2 separate regions of the Zea mays genome follow, and region 1 is linked to region 2. A link is a contact called in public Hi-C data. All regions are on one chromosome and are shown on one strand. Each heading gives the region's core, a stretch centred on a gene start, on an enhancer-like site or on the middle of the called end of the contact. The rest is flanking DNA. Distances are from core to core; before and after follow the strand shown.

Region 1 (2,700 bases), core at 175-2,674, 670 kb after region 2:
TTAACCTCGTGCGCGACTGTCAATATCGTCCCACCAGTCTAGATACTAGCTATATCTCCTATATCTTGTGACGGATTGTGGTTAGAACATGGTTATATTTGCGCGTGCATGGGCACGCGTAGATCAGTAATCATCCGCATATACGTACTAGGATCTGCATCTGCCTGGCACCGCGTCTTTTGTGAATCCGCAGCCGGTGTGAAAGTAGACCAGTCAAAGAGCTTTTGAGATGCTGGTACACATTAGGGCATGTATAACTAACCATGAGACCACGTATCGATTTTTTCCAACACAAGGTACCACTAATAGATTACACGATACAACCCTAAGTCTCTATATCATAAATGCAGTTAAAAAACAATATGTATGAAGAATCGTATAAAGACGAGCTCTTGACAAAAACATGTCTCTTATAATTTTTTTTCAATTAATTTTTAAAGACTTTTCAAGAGACCTCACATTAAAATGAGGTTGTATATGACGTGTTGCCCGATCCCGATAGCTCACTTGCAGTCACAATTCACAAACCATAGCTGACTTGCAGTCACAAACCTTGTCCTACGAGCGGAACCGGCGCCGTACATTTGTTTTTGCAGAGAATGGCCTGCGAGATCCGGAACTTGCTACACTTGCGGCTGCCTGCCACGCAGAGTTCACTGCAGTGCCGCGAGCATGTGATTGTGAACGTGTGCTACGCCAGCTCTCACTGAATGATTGGAAACCACCCCCCTCCCTCCGTGTTGCCTGTGCTCCTCTGCTGTCTCCGTCCAAGCTCACGAGATGCCTCGTTCTGGCTGGGCGTCTTCTTTGCGGTGGATCGAGAGCAACTATTAATCATCGTGTCCTCCTAGCCATGCAGTTGCAGTTGCAGGGCAAGCGATGATGGTCGGTCCTTAATCATCGTGTCTTCGGGTGATTATAATTGAAAGTAGCAGGTGAAGAAAAGGCTTTAATTTAATGCTGGCGACGAACAGGTGATGATACTACTATACGTAGTAGTATGATCTCGTCTGGGGCGCAGACAAGCCCCATGACGTGGCAAATTCGATTCGATCGAATCGAATAGCCATAGCCTCACGGGGACAGAAAAGAAAAGATCTGCCTCGCGTCATCGGCCGCATCTCTTGAATCGAACTTCCCTGCCCGCCCCGTGAGCTTTTGTTCAGTTCAAAGCCACGGACAGATCTGCAGCTGCAGGAGACATATTTATTTATAATTCGATTTCCTTGTGGTTCCGGTGCAAATTACACAGATTTGTTCACAGAACAGTAGGGTTTTCAATGTTGGGCTGCTTGGAGTGGAGCAAGGACCCCTCTGTCCATTGACCATATTGGCTTTGCTGTGGGGTGTGGGCTCTCATCTCCCATCTCCTACACCAAGCAGGCCAGCCGGCAACATTGTTGCCGACTGCCGTCCTCTGCTTCCAACAATCTCCTTCAGCATCGATCCGCCCGCCACCAGCAGCAGCAATCCGTTTTTCACCGTGCCTTTCCACTCACCACCAGCCGCCGGCCCCCAGGCCACAGGCCCAAGCCAAGCCGCGCGGCGTCACTCCCAAACCCTAGCTCGCCCGCAGTCGCCGGTGATGTCGTCCCCTTCGTCGTCCCCTGCGCGGAGGCGGGAGGTGGGGGAGGGCGGCGAGCTCCCCGTCCCCGTCCCCGTGCCCGCCTCCGTTGTCGGCGACGACAAGGTCCTGGCGGCGGCGCAGCACATCGTCAAGTCGCTCGCCACGTCCAAGAACGCCGCCGACGACATGATCCGCATCCTCTCCGGATTCGACCACCGCCTCTCCTCCATCACCTCCGACCTCTTCCCGTCCCCGTCCCCCGCCGCCGCCTCCGACGCGGACCCAGCCGAGCCCCCCGGTGAGCAGGAACCCTCCTCCTCCACCTCCTCCTCCTCGCTCGCAGATTTCGACGCCGCTGAGCAGCTCATCCACCTCTGGGACACCACCCCGGAGGCGCTCGTGTTCGAGGCCCCCGAGGACGACGCCGCGCACTACCTCGCCGCCGTCGACGTCGCCGTCGACCACCTCTCCGCCCCCGCCGTCTCCGCCCGCGCCGGGGTCGCCGTGCAGCTCGCCATGTCGCGCCTCGAGGACGAGCTCCGCCACCTCATGCTCCGCCACTCGGTGCCGCTCGACGCCAGCGGCCTCTACTGCTCGCTCCGCCGCCTCTCCCTCGGCTCCATGGACGACCTCGACACCTCCTCCGAGTTCGATCCCGCCACCCCGCACAGCCAGGACGGCGGCGCCGGCGCCGGCCCGGACACCGCCCGCAGCGCCAGCATCGCGGGGAACAACCCCTTCGAGGACCAGGTCTTCGACCTCGTGCGTCCGGACGCCATCGATGAGATACGCGCCATCGCTGACCGGATGCTGCACGCGGGGTATGACAGTGAGCTCGCGCAGGTATACTGTGCCATCCGGCGTGACCTGCTCGATGAGTGCCTCACCGTGCTCGGTGTGGAACGGCTCAGTATCGATGAGGTGCAGCGCATCGAGTGGAAGCATCTCAATGACAAGATGAAGAAGTGGGTGCATGGGGTCAAGACAGTTGTTCGCTGCCTGCTCACCGGTGAGCGCCGGCTCTGTGACCAGGTGCTTGCTGTGTCCGACGAGCTCCGGGATGAGTGCTTTGTGGAGTCCACCAAGTGCTGCATCATGCAGATCCGTAACTTTGGGGATGCTGTCTCTGTGTG
Region 2 (2,700 bases), core at 60-2,559:
TTCATATTCGTATAACATAAACTCGATAACTTTTCAACTGTATCTTTAATTAAGTCGTTGCCATAGAATCTTCGTTCTCCGGCTTCGACCCAATTGACAGGCATTCTACACCTTCTTCCGTACAATGCTTCAAATGGTGCCATCTTTATGGTGCTTTGGTAACGTTTGTTGTAGGAAAACTCGTCCAACGGTAGCCACGATTCCCATGATCCTTTCGACAATAGCACACAAGCTCTTAGCATATCTTCGAGAATCCGATTTATCCTCTTGGTCTGTCCCGATGTTTGAGGGTGATAAGCTGAGCTATGCACGAGCTTAGTCCCCAAACCTTTCTGTAGTTGTTCCCAAAAGTGAGTGGTAAATTGTGTCCTAGGGTCCGACACAATGGTTTTTGAAATTCCATGTAGTCGAATAATTTCCGCGATATAAATGTCTGCATACTTCAGTGATCTATACGTTGTTTTGACATGCAGAAAATGAGCTGATTTAGAGGGTGTTTGGTTTTGAGTGACTAATCTTTAGTTCCTTTATTTTATTCTATTTTAGTCTTTAAATTGTCAAATACAGAAACTAAAATAGAGCTTTAGTTTCTATATTTGACAATTTAGATACTAAAATGGAATAAAATGTAGGGACTAAACATTAGTCCATAAAAATCAATCACTCTCTTAGTGAGTCGATCCACAATCACCCATATTGAGTCATTGCCTTTTTTAGTAATAGGAAGTCCAGTAATAAAATCCATACTAATCTTCTCCCATTTACATTTAGGTATAGATAATGACTGCAATAGGCGAGCTGGCTTTATGTGGATAGCCTTGAGGCTTTCACTGGCTGAACAACAGATTGTATTCTGAATCATTCAGAACCAAAAGTCAAATACAGATTGGACATTCAACGTTGTTTGTAGTCACCACTCACCATATTACATTTGTTTGGCCGGCCGGTGAGGTATTATAAGGTACCCATTCTCGTAGCACCAATAACGTGAACAATAAATAGTACTGTAATCCCAACAAGGACTGGGATTTTTATCTCCCTCTGCGTTACATTGCATTACATGAGGAAAAAAGAACAAAATTAGCCAATATGATAGAAGGATCAATAGTATCAACCATATTTTTACTAACAGAGTAAATCTGTATAAAATGAGGATGGCAGGGGCGGATGGCCGGCACCATGCGGCGGGCGCGGCGGGAGGTTGTTGGCGACAAATGTGGCGGAGGTTGTTGCGCGCGGGGACATGACCCGTGGTGAGATAGATGAAGAAATGTGGGAGAACGGTTGGAGACGACGATTTTGGATCCAAGCAAATCCAGGCACAGAACGCGTCGGCACGCGCGTTGCCGAATTCGTGGAGTGCGGACTCCGCGTGAATCCCTATCCGGTTTCAATATAAGAGATTTAAATCTTTTTTAACGAACCGAGCAGATCCGCGCCCCACCTTATATATATCAACTGGACTCGAACGTCCTGCTCTCTGCTCTCCCCGCAGACAAAAAACCCTAGAATTCCCAGCCGCCGCTCTCCTTTCCCTCGATCCGTTCCTCCAAGCGCGCACGCATCCTCACGCCAGCGCACCGCCGCCCAACGATCTACGAGCTGCCATGGCTAACTGTAAGGGACTTCCGATTTTCCGAAGCCTTTCCTTAGCCTCTCTCTCGTCATCTCGTGCGCTAACCTTGGATCTGGTTGGCTGGCTTGCAGCAGCGGCACCGGGAGGAGTGAGGTCGTTCCTGCAGGCCGTGTCTACGGTCACCGAGGAGACGCGGACGCCGCTCCGTGTCGTCCAGATGGAGGGCCTGGTAATTACTTCCGAACCCCACCCAGTCTGCTGTTTGTGCTTGCGTTTTGGCATTCGAGATTTGAGAAACTTAGGCGTGCTCAGAGGACGAATCTGTTCGCATAGAGTCAGATGTATTGGGGATCGAAATCAGGGGAAAGTAAACCCTTTCCTTTTAGGGGATAAATTTCCCTGTAGCAGGAAGCATTCTTTGTATCTTAATTCCACAAGCACTGTGTTATTTGTTTTCACAATAATGCTATTTTTGCAGGCTGTACTGAAGATCATTAAGCACTGTGAGGAGTTTGCGCCTGCTTTAGTTACAGGTCAATTGCTTGGTTTGGATGTCGGTAGTGTTCTGGAAGTGACCAACTGTTTTCCATTCCCTGTGAGCCCTTGCTCCTTAACATTCTAAGCAGCTCTGTACTGATTATGTATTTTTCTGCTAAGGTCTTCCAGGGTAGTAGTTGTTCTTTCACATTTTATAGGCTAATGGCTATCTTACTATTTTTTACTGAAGATGAGGGAAGAGGATGATGAAGCAGATGCAGATGGTGCCAATTATCAGCTTGAGATGATGAGGTGTTTGAGGGAAGTTAATGTTGACAACAATACTATTGGATGGTAAGCTAAGCTAATTTCAATTTAATCTAATATCTAGTACCATATCAATATTCAATTGATTTAGAAATAATCAGTGGTGGATTGAGTTCTTTTGACATGCACATTGACACAAAATTCATCTTCTTGGCTACTTGTGGATTATATATTTAATGATCTTGGACAAGTAAATAGTAGCTCTTGAGTATGTATGACTGATATGTTCACAATTGACCTTTTTCTTGGCCATAAGTGTCTCTTCATATCACTTTAATTTTACTATGTTTTTTATGTTTTATTTTTATTATGCAGCAGAA

What was found. A called contact is a pair of places that touch in the nucleus more often than the background predicts.
Region 1: a contact with region 2 is called in a Hi-C map of endosperm, with 3 times the contacts expected there. The contact joins the promoter of LOC100383608 here to the promoter of LOC100272851 in region 2. A contact is called at or near these places in 2 of 25 Hi-C or Micro-C datasets (ear and endosperm).

Annotation. Positions count from the first base shown.
Region 1 is chr10:110,680,971-110,683,670 of Zm-B73-REFERENCE-NAM-5.0, forward strand. LOC100383608 reads left to right here and starts at 1,425. Exons shown (of 1, transcript NM_001176256.2): 1 at 1,425-2,700. The coding sequence starts at 1,586.
Region 2 is chr10:110,013,696-110,016,395 of Zm-B73-REFERENCE-NAM-5.0, forward strand. LOC100272851 (eukaryotic translation initiation factor 3 subunit 3) reads left to right here and starts at 1,310. Exons shown (of 12, transcript NM_001147304.1): 1 at 1,310-1,617; 2 at 1,708-1,805; 3 at 2,055-2,171; 4 at 2,304-2,407. The coding sequence starts at 1,608.